Linked DNA regions of Mus musculus: regions 1 and 2 are each linked to region 3. A link is a contact called in public HiChIP or PLAC-seq and Micro-C data. All regions are on one chromosome and are shown on one strand. The core of a region is the stretch at or near the end of the contact, and the rest is flanking DNA. Distances in the headings are between cores, read along the strand shown. Region 1 overlaps Kbtbd12 (kelch repeat and BTB (POZ) domain containing 12). Region 2 holds the start of Podxl2 (podocalyxin-like 2). Region 3 holds the start of Mgll (monoglyceride lipase).

Region 1 (4,866 bases), core at 1,403-3,902, 170 kb after region 3:
TAAAGAAGTCACTATGAGATACTACGCTACAAACTATCTGAAAAGCTAAATATTTTAAGACATTATTTGATAATTAGGTCTTACTTCATGAAAGTGTTAAAAGCAGACTCCCATGCATTCCTGGTGAGAATGCCAAGCAAAACAGCCGCTCTGGGAAAAGGCCATTGGTATGTCTCTCTCTCTCTCTCTCTCTCTCTCTCTGTGTGTGTGTGTGTGTGTGTGTGTGTGCGTGAGATGTGGGAGACAGTCAGTGACTTCCCAAGAGAGGAGATGAATTATAACACACAAACTTGTACATGAGCATCTTTCAAGTTATAATTTCTAAAACTGAGTGACTCAAAGGCCTTTAAGGAGATGAGCAGAGAAACAGAGAGGTGGTAGACTCCACGGAGGGAATAGAACTCAACAGTGCAGCGAGCACACCAACTGAACTGGAGCTAGACAGCTGTGAGCTGCCATGTGCGTGCTAGGAACCGAACCCAGGACCTCTGGAAGAGTACTGCTGAGCCATCCCTCCAGACCCTGTTTTGCTACTTTAATGCTTCTGCATGACTTTATAGAAACATTCCTAGCTGGACTTTGTGGTACATGCCCTTTCATCACAGCACTGGGAGGCAGAGGCAGGTGGATCACTATGAGTGCAAGGCCAGCCTGGTCTACATAGCAAGTTCCAGGCCAGCCAGGACTACAAATACTCTTAGAAATAAACTTAGAAAAGGTAGGAATTGGTTTATAGTCCATCAATGGAATGCTAATTGTCCCTGGGATCAAAAATAATTGTATAGGTGCATTCTTTCAATTTTATGAAATTCTTAACTAATTAAATGTGTGGTCCAGGCAAGAATGCTGTCACACACGCCTGTCCGTGTGATCCCATCTTGTGTGCCCTGTGGGATCATGAAGACCCTCTCCTTCCCACTCTGCCTGCAGAGCGCTTGCTGCTCTTTTATCCTTGTGGACAGACTGTCACCTGCTGGTCACAGCGCTCCTCTTCCCCCTCCTTCTTCCTGAGTCAGGGTTTGGTTAATCCTTTGCTTTCACTGACAGGCAATTCACTTACCACCAGAAGAGCAGGTCACATCCCTGACTGAGAATAAGCCAAAGTAGGCTGGACACTTCTCTGTTGATTCGCACATCCAGTAGGCCAGAGCATCACAGGCAGTGAGGGGGCTCCTTCCCCTCTGCAGAGCCGTTCACTAGCAGGGAAGAATGCAGATCACACCTCACAGTGAGGTGGGAATTGAAATAAATCTATGTTACAGTTTTTCTGTGATCTGCTCCCCTCAGGATCGTATGTGTTAAGACTTGGTCCCCGGCTGCTGGCACTGTTTTAGGAGACTATGTCACTTTTAGGTGGGAGGGTCTCTGGCGGAGGAGACCTCCAGTTTATGGCCCATCCTGCTTTTAGTCTGTTTCCTGGTCTGCCTACACATGACAGAGCAAGACACTGTTCACTCCCACCACCATGAAGCCACCAGCATGATGGACTATGTTCCCTGAAACTCTGAGCTCAGGAAAAAAATCCTTCCTCCTTAAGATACTTCTTGTCAGGTGTTCAGTCACATCGATGACAACAATGGCACAGAACAGAAACTGAATAAAGTAGAAATCAGCACAACAGAGGCAAGGCTCATCTTACAGAAGTCAGTGGGAAATGTCCTCAATACCATTTCTGTAGGGCTGGCTTGGCTCGGTAGTGGGTACCACTCTTCCAGAGTTCAGTTCCTAGTACCCAAGTGAGGCAGCTCACAGTTGCTTATCACTCCAGGGGACCTGACATCCTCTTCTGGCTCCTGTGGGCACTACACACACACACACACACACACACACACACACACTCCCAGAGAGAGAGAGAGACTCACAGAGAGACAGACAGACAGACAGACAGACAGACAGACAGACAGACAGATGGATGCAAGAGAGACAGAGAGAATTTAAAATGAAAAAAATAAATCTAAAAAAAAATTAAATAGTAATACTATTCCTATAATGAAACCCAGCAAGTCAGCATTTCACTGAAAATCAGTGGAAAACAGTGTACAGTCTCCCCAAACACTCTTCCCACTTTTCCAATCACTTTAAGAATAACACCTAGCCGGGTGTGGTGGCGCACACCTTTAATCCCAGCACTCGGGAGGCAAAGGCAGGCGGATTTCTGAGTTCTAGGCCAGCCTGGTCTACAAAGTGAGTTCCAGGACAGCCAGAGCTATACAGAGAAACCCTGTCTCAAAAAACCAAAAAAAAAAAAAAAAAAAGAATAACACCTAGATGAAAATGGTCCCTGATGTTTCCACTGAAGTACTTTCACTGCACAGAGCACGCCCTAAAAAGCATGGGGTGTATCCCAAGGCAGTCTGCCGCATACATGGGCTTCCACTGCCTTCTTTACCTCAAACCTCATGCCCATATCTCATTTACTCCTTGGTATAGCAGAGCCCATTTTCCTATGAGACAGTTTTCTTGAACCACTGGCTGCTGGAGACATGCCACTCAGGCTTGCCTGACTCCTTCAGGGAATATGATACTGCCGCATGTGGTGCATCTATTTTTGGGGAGTACCTGGATTGAAAAGAGCTGACATGGGGTTCTGCCTCCTGTGCCTTTTCCTTGCTAGTGTGATGATATTTCATCCTAAGTAGGTCATCTCAAGTGCCAGCCCCTTTCCTGGTTCTCCAAGCCCTGAGCTTAGAAGAGTACCAAGAGTGACACCAAGAGGATGAACCAAGCTGCCACACCAACCTGTTGGGGGTGGTGACAACCTGGGGTCACACAGAGGGTGTGTGATAGTGCACCTCCTCTCTGAGGGAGAGCCTATCTGCTATCACCTTCCGTTTAAGACTAATACAGTGATTTTATCCCATGTCTGGAATAACAGGCTCCTGGGAACAATGGCAACACACATGTATTTAAAATAAATACAGCATGAGGAAGATGGGGAAGTGAATCCAGAAAAGGCAGCAATGAGAGGTCTGCCTACTTTCATCTAAATGTAGACTCAGGGACCTTCTTCCCAGAAAGACAAAAGAAAACCAGATCTTGAGTGTGGCTGTGCTAAAAAGCACATCCCTGACAGTCCCAGAGAGCAGGAGCAGTTACATCAGCTTGCAGAATGAACCCACAGGATGACTCCAGCTGTGCAGGGCTGCTGTCGGTTGGCCACGCCTCTCCTATTCTTGCTGAGGCAGTGCAAGGCTCCCTCCTGCTGCACCCATACTCCATACCCCCACGGTAGGGCCAGGCATCCTTCCTGCCACTCGGAAGGTGACACAACAGTAGAAGTTACAGAAACTGTACATCTGTCCACAATGCTAACATTTTTTAAAGCTAGTTAAATAATAGCTCAGGGGCTGATGAAGCTGTCCTTGTCACCAAGACTGACAACCCAAATACAATACTTGGAACCCATATAGTGGGACAAGGGTGGTGGGGGAGGAGAGCCAACTACTCACACACATACACACAATAAGTAAATTTTATTTTTTTTAAATTTATGATCAAAGGATAGACAAATACCATTGTGTTCATCTTTAAAACTCAGTGGTGAGCCTATCAGCTTTTAAATTTTTTTTATTTTATTTTCAAGTATGTGTGTTCACGAGCATGTCTGTGTGTGTTCATGTACGGATACAATACCCATACAGTCTAGAAGAGGGCACCACATCTCCTATAGCTCAAATAACAAGCAGTTTTTGTGAGCCCTCCAACTTGCTGCTAGGAACTGAACCTGGGTCCTCTACAAGAGCAGTGGACATACCCTCACTCTTAACTGCTAAGCCATCTCCAGCCCTCAGCTGCAAACTCTTAAACATTCCAAACGAGTCTTGAGTTAAAACAGTATCCAACTTTGAAATGGCAGAGTATGGAGTTCAGAGTCATCCCAGAAACCCTGTAAATGGAGGTAGAGCACGCAGAAGAGACGCTTGAAGGCATATTTGAAAAGACAGGGACAGCACTGGATTCAGCACCCGGATCAGAGGACAGGGAAGGAGCGGGAAGGAGCTCCGAAGAGCACCAGAGAAACTCTCAGAAACAGTTTTCAACTTGGCGCAAAGGACTCTGTCACACTTTTGAAAGTTCTTGATTTGAGGTCAGAAGTCCAACGTGACTTCCTGCTTTCCATGAGGCTAGTATAGTCACTGGGATTTCAAAAGATAATAAAGCCTCCCCAGCTCCCAAGATTGGCAAGTATATCTAATTAGTGTCTAATTAGGGTCGCTGCTAAGCTGTAAACCCTTTCCAATTTGACCTAGAATTGTAGCATATAAATTTCATCAAGGTCATACTGATTCTTTTTTTCTGTACTGGGGATTGAACCGAGGGCCTGATGCATGCCAGGCCCTGCTCTACCACTGAGCTATTATATCACCAACCCTCTTTTTCTTCCCCAACTTTTTATTTGGAGACAGGGCCCCACTAAATTGACTTCTCTTTTTGCTCTATCTGAAATACTGTTAGAGAAATGTAAGAGTCAGGCCATTTCCCTCACCTATACTTCAGCAGACATCTTTTACTGGGTGGCTGGGTTAGCCCTGCCCCCACCCTGCCTCGTCCCCATGCTGCTGTATTACCTAACGATCCTACTGCCTTGTCACACCAGATCCCAGGTGGCATCAGGAAGCCTCTCTGACAGTTCTTTCCCATCTCCATCCCGCTGTTTGTCCTTCTGCGGTAAAATCTGAATTCAGTTGTGTTCTGGGCAGGTACACGCCCTCTGTAATCTCTGCTCTATTGAGATTTTCTCTCGCCCCAAGCCATGGTTCATTAATGCACACACTCTAGAATTTTTGGGTGGATGCGTACTTTTACTTGTTTGACACAGGGTTCCGTGTTTCTGTGATTAAACTCACTGATCATACTATCTAGCTC
Region 2 (4,663 bases), core at 2,021-4,520, 150 kb before region 3:
AGGAGTGAATATGTTTACAGAAATAGTCAGCATAGACCAGGCAGGATGGCACAGCCTTTAATCATAGCACTCAGGAAGAGGCAGGTTTACACTATGATTTGCTCTGTGAGTTCAAGGCTAGTCTGGTCTACATTAGGAGTTCTGGGCCAGTTGGGGCTATAAAACTATAAATAACATTTTTTATCTTTAAAAAGATTTTTTTCGCTGGCTGGAGAGATGGCTCAGTGGTTAAGAGCACTGACTGCTCTTCTGGAGGTCCTGAATTCAATTCCCAGAAAGCACACAACCATCTGTAATGGGATCTGATGCCCTCTTCTGGTGTGTCTGAAGACAGCTACAGTGTACTCATAGACATAAAATAAGTAAAAAAAATTTATTTGGTTTGGTTTTTGAGACAGGGTTTCTCTGTATAGCCCTGGCTGTCCTGGAACTCACTCTGTAGACCAGGCTGACCTGGAACTCAGAAATCCACCTGCCTCTGCCTCCCAAGTGCTGGGATTAAAGGAGTGTGACACCACTGCCCGGTGTAAATATTTTTAAAAAAGATTTTTGGTTTATTTTTAGACTTTATGTATATGAGTGTCTGCCTGCATGTTTGTGTACTGTATGCATGTGTGGTGCCCACAGAGGCCAGAAGAGGGTGCCGGATCCCCTGGAGCTAGAGTTAACATCAATTCTAAATCATTATTTAGGCGCTGGGAACAGAACCAGGTTCTCTGTAAGAGCCAGTAGGTGTCCCTAACATTTAAGCCAATATCCAGTCTCTTTATGCTTTATTTACATGTGTGTGTGTGTGTGTGTGTGTGTGTGTGTGTGTGTGTGCATGTTTCTGTGAATAAGTGCCATGTATGTTCAGGTACCCACATGTAGTAAATATTTAAACTCAATTAGAGGTTTCCTCCTCATTTTTTTCTTTTCAATTTCCTTTCCCTTACCTAAGGAAGAAAGGAAGACTGAGGAAAGGAAGGGAAAGAGAAAAGAAATCCCGAATCTAACCTCTTTATTTTGTTTCCTCCCTATTCAAGACCACAATTATTTGTATACCATCTCCTAAAATGACAACATATCTATAACTCATAAAATGACCAAAACCATCCATCCCAACTTAAGGGACAGGGATGACAGTCTCCTTGTAATTGTTTCCTGCTGAACTGAAGCAAAGAATTCCTTTTGGAGGACCCAAGAAAATTAGAAAAACAAAACCAAAACAAAATCAATCGGTTACTCTTGTTTGTTTTTGTTTTTCAAGACAGGGTTTCTCTATGTAGCTCTGGCTGTCCTAGAACTCACTTTGTAGACCAGGCTGGCCTCGAACTCAGAAATCTGCCTGCCTCTGCCTCCCAAGTGCTGGGATTAAAGGCGTGCGCCACCACGCCCGGCTAAAACCAGTTACTCTTAAGAAAGCTAGCTGTAGCATCTGTTGTCCAGTCTCTGTATGTTGAGAAAGTGTAGGCTTAAATGAAGTCTGACTGGAACAGTCTGAAAGGCTGGGCCAAGTGAGCTAATTATTCTGAAAATGTCCCGGAAGCAAGTCTTTAGAGGAAATAGCTTTGATACAGCTGAAGTAGGATCAAGCAAGAAGCTGGAACAGTAGGTCTCAGTAGCTCAGGATCCTCGAGGGTGAATCCTGTCAGGGCTGCCTTCTTGGTCTTCCATTCTGCAATATACAAACCTTATCGACATTTGCATTGAAAGTGCGGGGTGCGGAGATCAATTAAGAATGATTTTCTGCTGTTTGAACAGGTGAAAGACAACTGTCTTTCTTTAGAAGTTAGTCTGATCATATAATCAAACTCAAATCTCCATTTACACTATCTGAAAAGATGGTATGTCATAATAAGCCCTGAGAATTTTGTAGTCAATACAATTTGTTGTCTGTATATAGACATTTAAGTCCCAGAGCTGTCCCCAAGTATAGGGATCAGTGTATACATTACCCATCTTGTTGATCTTGCCAGTCTTCCTCTTCTTGTCTGTAGCCAAGATCTTCAGGGAGTCGCCCTCTGTCAAGTCTGATCCTTATTATTTCGGAAGGAGTCCAAAGCCTTTTCTTCTTTTTTAAAACACAAACCTAGAGTCTCTCTCCCAACACAGCATGCCTTTAAGTACAGACTGATTCAATCTAGTAGAAGACTAGGCACTGGGTTTCCTGGAGCTGGAGTTACAGACAGTAGCAAGTGTGGGTGCTGGGAACCAAATCTGGGTCCTCCAAGAGCCACAAACTCTGTGCGGAGCTGTCTCTCTAGCTCCCCTCCCCCACCAGACAATCTTATGTCGCTCAGACTGCCCTGGTCTTAACCTGAATCCCTTCTAGTGCGGTACAAATATTACAGGCGTGGGACAGTCACGCTTCAGTCAGTGTTTTCACTGTCACTTAAAGAAGTGAGACATCTTTCTATCTGAGAATTGCCACAGTTTCTCTCTGTATCTAGAATGGTTTCGCCAAAACCCAGCTTACCCAACATCCATGCATCCTATAAATGTCTCCATAGAAGGTCCCCTCTGCCTCCGTTTGTGCTTAACCTGCCTTCCTACACTTGTGGCTCTGGAACATGCTGAGGAATGTTCCTGCCCTCCTGACACTTAGGAAGAGCAATGCCTGTCGGATTTGCCATATTGGCACAAAAAGAAACTTGAAGTCAAGGAGAAGCGCTGGCTAGAGAGAAAGGTGACTCCCACAAGATGTCTGAAGACAAGGACAAATCTCCTCAGGCTGTGAAAGCCAACTGGAAATTGGGGGTCTAAACTACCCCTGGAAGCTGTAGTGGGTCAGAGGTTAAGAGCATGGACTGACCCAAGTTCAGTTCCCAGCACCCACATGGTGGCTCAACAACCATCAGTGGACTTCAAACACGCACGTGGTGCACATATGTACATGTAGGGAAAACATTCACACACATAAAATGAAAATAAACTACACCCGGCACAGAGTTCAGCTCTCTGCTCTTGCCCAGTCCCTTCACCAAAGCCTGGTCCTCTCCGGCCTTCAGGATCCCCAGGCCACGTGCCCCAACAGGTCCCTGCTGATCCTGGCCTCTGTCTCCTTCGCTGTAACTGGGGCCCGGTCTGCTGCACAAAAGGTTCGGGACCCGCTTCCCAGGGAGGTCCCCCCCCCCGGGTGGCGAAGTGCTCGAGGCCCGAGGTGCAGGTGCGAAGCCGGACTCCGCAATAGGGTCCCGCCCCCGATCCCTCCGCTGCATCGATTGGGCGGATGAGCGCGTGAGTGGCGGGTACGCAGGCCAACGGGGCGCACGCGCGCCGCCGCCTTCGCTTTGCGCGCCCCCGAGGCCGGCCCGGGCGCCGCGGCGCTGCGGCTGCGGGCGGCAACGCTGCACCATGGCCCGGCCGCTGCGGGCCGCCCGACTGCCGCCGCCGCTGCTGTTGCTGCTGGCCGCCGGTGAGTGGGGCCGGGCCAAGCCGCGAGGGCGCAGCGCGCCACGGGCCAGTGCTGGCAGCGCCGCAGAACAAAGGCTGTGGGGCGCGCGGGGTCGGCCGCGCGCGGGGAGGAGGCGGCGGCGCGGGGCCTGGCGCGGGGACCCCCCAGGCGCCCTGTCCTGGGCGCTGGATGCTCCGTGCCACGCGCGCGCTCGAGGACGGCGGCGGCGGGGCCGCTGCACCAGGGTGTCCGCGCCCCACCCCTCGCCAGGTGACAGGTGACAGGTGACCAGTCTGCGGCCAAGGAGCAGAGGGGCGTGTGCGTGTGTGCGCGCGAGGGTGTAGAGAAGCTCAGCAGGGAGGCGAGAGCGCACGGGTGACACCCTTGGAGAAATCGCATCGTAAAGGTCCGGCGGGTACCCAAAGCGCGTGGGCCGGGGATGCCGAGGGCCGAGAAAGAAAGAGCTGCGTGGCCGAGGTGGATGTTTACATGTGCGTGGAGCTTGCCTGGGAAGGCGTGTGCGTGTCGTTGTGAACGCGTGTCCTCGACTGCGCGGGGCAACTTTATTAGGAGCTGACAAAGGGGTAGGTCTGCGACAGCGACTGCCGCCATATGGGGCTGTGTGTGAGACTCGGGTACGTGGTTTTCATTCAGCAGTCACTCCGGATACCTCGTTAGTGTGGGCGTGTGACAGGTCGGGGCCTGAGGCAGGTAAGAAATATGTGTGTGAGGGAGAAAGAGACAGCTTCTCAGGGTAGACATGGGATTCAGGGGTGTGTGCGAGTGTAGGGGGCGGGCACAAAAGCTTGACAGGCTCAGAGGCAAGCCGCCACCACAGAAGGGGAGGGAGGAAGGCTGACTGCAAAGGTGGGTCAGACCAGGACATGGGAGAGCAGCTTTCTCAGGGAAGATCGGAGCTGGGACCCTGTCCTAAGGTGGGCCTGGGGCAGGAGCAGGGTGCTGGGCTGGGTGGGCTACAAGACTTGGTGAACGCGTGTCCTCGACTGCGTCGCTTCCCCTCCAGTGGAGACAGGCATGGGACTGGCCACTAGTGCTCAGGCAGTTACCCCACCAAAACCCACCCAGTGTAATGTATACAAATTCGAGGAGGCGTCTATGTGAAGTCAGGTGAAGACCTTGTTTGATATGAATAGGTGGTGGGCCCTTACTTTGAGACTGTCAATGATAGAACACCAGGAAAATGTCTGGAGAAGGGCGGAGGTGGGAGAACGCTGATTAGGGTTGTACTTAACTGTAATTCCAGCTCTTTGGAACCTAAGGGGCAGG
Region 3 (4,431 bases), core at 1,628-4,127:
GCTCCTACATCCATCGCATCCATCACAAGGCAGATGCTGACATCCGAAAGCCAGCTCAGCTGAAGCCAGGACGTTGGCTTGCTGTCTCTAACTGGAGCAAAGGCAAGTGAGCTGGGAGCTGCCTGCATGGCAACTTCTGTGGGGGGGAAGATTGTGAAAACCACCCACAGCCTAGGCAAGGGCAGCCAACTTGGCCATTCCTGGCCCAGTCCACTACTTCCCTTCCCCCACTGAAGACTGCAGGCCCTCTGTGTTTTACTGTGAACTGGGGCACTGTCACTACTCCACCAACAAAGCCTGCAAAGGCTGAGGCTGGACATGAACAGTGGACTTTCAGTCCCTGGTCCCCTCCTGGAGTGACTGAACCGCTCACTATACAACAACTTGTTAGAAAGTATAAAGAGCGCTCAGTGCTGGTAGCGGTTAGCTCTGGGGGAATTAATGATTAATGAGGACAGCAATGCTCCACGCACCACACACCTGCACACTTGCACACCCGGGCACACTCTCCTCCAAGAGCTGGCAGGAACAATCACCAACCAGCCTATGCACCACTGCCCACTTTGAAAACACACAACTTGGTGTAGCTGCACAGAAGCTAGGGCATTAAAGTCACTCCTTCTGCACTGTTAATAGGAATCCCTCTGGATTGCACCCACCTTGTTGAGAGAGCTACAACTGGGTAACCCCAGAGCCACGGTGGGAGCACAGTTCATACCCACCAGGACCCCTTGGGAGACAAGAGGCCCATGGAGCAGGTAAGCTTTCCCCAAAACAAGGAACAGGAAACAGTGACTAGTCACCAGGCCAAGGTTGCTACAGCTACTCTCTTCCCTGATTATCACAAACAAGCCGGGCTTTTCCTGCTTCACCCAAGAGGAACAGGGTGGTGGGGAGCAGCTGCGGGGCTGGGCACAGCCCCAGTCTGTCTCCAGCAGCAAGGCAGATCCTGGATAGGAAAGTCACTGAGCTGGCGAGAAACCAGAAGGAGACCCCAGGCCCCTCTCCTCCCAGCTAGCTGGGTGTCATCTCTGAAGCTCAGAACTAAGCAGGAGCACACAGCAGAGGTTAAAAAGACAGATACGCGCACATATAATTTTAGTTTTCTTATGCATTCGCTGGCTTTTTTTTTTTTTTAAATTGTTGGGTTTGCTTTTAAATAAATGCTTGCAACAGGGAATCAATTCTGGTACAAAAAAAAAAGTCATATGAATCTTTGAAAACTGCCAGACAGTGGACTCCTATCCTAGTTGTAGTGAAAAGAGAACTCTTGAGCCGTCATTTTAAAGAAAAGCATAAAGTATAGCTCACAACTTTGCTAACACCGCTGTGCCAGGGGTGTCAGTGACATGAGAGGCAGGTCACGGAAAGGGTGGCCCTCATGATGACGGAGGAGGAGGAGGAGCAGGTGCGATGAAGGAGGACGAAGAGGAGAGGACTTACTTGGGTGTGCCACTGGGCTTCCAGTATCTACAAAAGAGGTACTGTCCGTCTGCATTGACCAGGTGAGGCAGGTCCTGGTAGGGAACATTCTGTGGAGTTCGCCTGGGTGAACTTGCCTCAGGCATCCTGCAGGGGTCTTTAGGCCCTTGGAAGAAAGGTGGACATATTCTAAAGTCAGAAATACACTTATGTCCATATGGGAGGAAAGAAAGCCTTTTTTGAGTCAGGACTGTGGCTGTGGCTTCTTTTCTAGGCAATTAAACAAAAAACAAAAAACAAAAAACAAAACAAACAAACAAAAAAAACCCCACCAAACCCCAATTTGATATATATATTTTAAAATTACATACATCTCTTGCAAACCCCTTCAAGATTGAAAAGTCCTGTTTGTCCTTAAGAAAATGCTCACTTTATTTTTTTAAAGTGCCTCAGTATAGCCCCCCTCCCATCTGTGTTTATTTTAAATCATCTCAGGAAACTTCATCTTAAAGACTATTTTAGCTGTAATCAAGCGGAAATTACAGTCAGTTCCGTGGGTACAAAGCCCCAGCTGCAAGGACCCATCTCTCCTAAAATCTCCACTGTGCGGGTTTCAGGGGGCATAATAAGTAGGTGACGCGCCCCAAGCGATTTTTCCCTTCTGAATGCCAAAGATGCCATGACAAACCTGTTTCCATTAGTCTTGGCTTTTGCATTCCACTACCGCCACAGCCTCGAGTATCAGCGCCAGGCAAACGAGGGCTGTTCCCTCATCGCGGCCGCAGGGCAGCACCACGGGGTCCGCGCCCTCCCCGCCTGGGCTGCAGGGGTGCGAGTTGCTCCCTCCTGCTGCTCCAGCTCTAGCTCATGTCGCCACTTTTCCAGAACACACCCCTGAAGGGGTTCCGGGAGCGAGGGACAGCCGGTCCCCAGCCCGGAGCTGCTGCGAGACGCGCTCCGCGGCACCGCGCATTCGCGCAGATGCGGGTCCCCGAGCAAAGTCACCCCGATTCTCCGACAAACTTTGCCTCTTGCCCGCCCGCGACCGCTTAGGGAAGGAAACCTCGCGGCTGTCATCGGCACGCCACACAGGACGTGGACCTGGCCGTTGTTCCCACACCGGTCTGGGAAGATGCAGTTGACGGGCACAAGTCTGTTTGGGGGTTGGTGCGAGGGCGCGAGGGGCGCGTTCACGCGCACACGCTGACACGCGCGCACACTCGTGCGCACGCACACGCGCGCAGGGGACCCCTGGCGGCGGCTCCTATCCTGAGGCAGGGGCGGGAGGCAGTTACCCGGGCCACGAGCGCCGCTGTCACGTTCCCCGAGCACCACGCGGGTCCGGGTCTGCGGCGGGCTAGAGCCAGACTACTGCGCGCGGCCGGCTGCGCAGCGATAGGGCGCGGCGTCTGCGCCGCCACTTTATCCCCAGCCGCTCGGCGGCGGGGGCGGCCCGCTGGGTGGGGACGCGCGGGGAGGCGGCGCCGGGGCCCCACGTGTGCCCGGCCCCCGGGGAGGAGCGGGGCATCGCCCGCCGACCTGCCTCGCGCTTTTCCTGGCCGCGTGGGGGACCTTCACGGGGCACTGAACCGAATTATGGGGCCCTTCCAGCCCATGCGCACAGTCGAGAACACAGACCCTCACACTGGTCCCCGGAGCAGAAACACGCTCACTAGAACTGCATGCACATGTTTACAGTTGCACACGTGCGAGACCCACATTCAGATAGCACAGGTGTAGGCACACCCACAAGGACACATCCTCAGGACCCTTCCCCAGATACAAACTACACACAGAGGTACAAGTGAATGTCACAGTTACTACATGAATACAAACACACAGCATGGACGCACACGCCCTAGACACCATGCACACAGATAAAAACAACACACCACACACACAGTGAGTGTCAGCGCAGAAACCACAGCTCTCATCTTACAGGGGAAAAGATTATTCTGGAGCCATTTTGAATGACCATGAGCTGGAAACACAGATTTAAGTTACCCCTAATTCCATGTTCCTATGTGAAAGCAGTTTCGGGAAGTTTTTTGGGTTTTTTTGGTTTTTGTTTTGTTTTGTTTTGTTTTTAAAATAGTTTTACAGAACAGATAAAGCCGTATATCAAGGCAAGTTTAAAATACATTGGTGGGTACAACAGAGAGTCAGGTAACAGTGAAATGGGAAAGTGTTCCTATAGGCTCAAAATGCTATCTGATAGCATTGCTAACTTTTGGATTTGTAGAAGCTAACTATCGTGTTAAATCAATAGTTAAACAGTGTTCATCTATTGCCTCAAGAAGTTAGTTCTAACAAAGAGGGGCAAGAAAGAAATGGCTGTTCCTGAGGGCCCGAACTTAGCCCAAAATAAAGTAATTTGCCTCTGGACCTGGAACATTCCAACCTCTCCATAGTACTGAAACTTTAATCAGCCAGCTAATCTCAGCAGACACAGCTTCCCTTTAGTTTTCCGCCTCAGCAGCAGAAGTAGCTCCTTTCCCCATGTTTTTGTTCACAACAGAGAAAAACAACACACCATATACACCCAGAGAGCTAAAGATGCGTGACATTCACGCACAAGCGCTTAGAGCTCTGAGAAGGAAGCAGACATACTGCAAGCAAACACACACACACACACACACACACACACTGCATGAAACCATTTCCCCTAGGTGCCCCAGGATCCAGGTCCCACTAGCACAGCTGCCTATGTGGCTGTGGAGTCTGGAATCCAGCACTAAATTTACAGCCTGTCCACTGTGTCCTATGCCTGCCACCTGTGAGTGACAGCTGCAGAGGAAGGATGACCCCAACCCACACCCATCTCCTCAGGCTTTCCAGGGCTTTCTTCTTGGCCAACCACTTTGCAAAATAGCAGGGTTGAATAGTATCATTGTCAGGGCAGCACAGTGGTAGTGTCCACCTAAGGTGAGGCTGCAATCTAACTTGACTTGAATGGTAAAAGGGGTCTCTGAAAGACAGATTGGTTGCAGGCCATGCAGAAGGACCTAG

The links. Hi-C and Micro-C count contacts between places; a contact is called where the count stands out from the background. HiChIP or PLAC-seq counts read pairs in DNA pulled down with a chosen protein or histone mark.
Region 1: an H3K27ac HiChIP or PLAC-seq map of epiblast stem cells shows a contact between it and region 3. The contact joins the enhancer-like site here to the promoter of Mgll in region 3. A contact is called at or near these places in 19 of 39 promoter capture datasets (3T3-L1-derived adipocytes, the C10 cell line, the HPC-7 cell line and 13 more), 1 of 15 datasets of contacts at CTCF or cohesin (large pre-B cells), 23 of 484 Hi-C or Micro-C datasets (B cells, the HL-1 cell line, Sertoli cells and 14 more), 8 of 115 datasets of contacts at active chromatin or transcription factors (astrocytes, embryonic stem cells, epiblast stem cells and 2 more) and 3 of 9 other capture datasets (adipose tissue, liver and macrophages).
Region 2: a contact with region 3 is called in a Micro-C map of embryonic stem cells, with 4 times the contacts expected there. The contact joins the promoter of Podxl2 here to the promoter of Mgll in region 3. A contact is called at or near these places in 3 of 39 promoter capture datasets (the C10 cell line, the SN4741 cell line and hematopoietic stem and progenitor cells), 1 of 484 Hi-C or Micro-C datasets (embryonic stem cells), 1 of 115 datasets of contacts at active chromatin or transcription factors (embryonic stem cells) and 4 of 9 other capture datasets (adipose tissue, embryonic stem cells, liver and 1 more).

Annotation. Positions count from the first base shown.
Region 1 is chr6:88,556,012-88,560,877 of GRCm38.p6, reverse strand. The region is part of intron 5 of Kbtbd12 (kelch repeat and BTB (POZ) domain containing 12); the gene reads left to right. Among named protein-coding and RNA genes, the nearest start is that of Sec61a1, 40 kb to the right of the region's middle. Within about 2 kb of position 2,652, at least 22 of the 459 cell types and tissues checked have an H3K27ac peak or open chromatin away from gene starts, as enhancers often do. A contact at or near this core is called in cerebellum and epiblast stem cells, where this site is marked.
Region 2 is chr6:88,873,653-88,878,315 of GRCm38.p6, reverse strand. It overlaps Podxl2 (podocalyxin-like 2), which reads left to right and starts at 3,270. Exons shown (of 8, transcript NM_001347327.2): 1 at 3,270-3,397. The coding sequence starts at 3,337.
Region 3 is chr6:88,722,858-88,727,288 of GRCm38.p6, reverse strand. Mgll (monoglyceride lipase) reads right to left here and starts at 2,877. Exons shown (of 8, transcript NM_011844.4): 1 at 2,718-2,877; 2 at 1,444-1,588. The coding sequence starts at 1,568. Gm26588 (a long non-coding RNA gene) reads left to right here. Exons shown (of 5, transcript XR_377840.3): 2 at 1-758.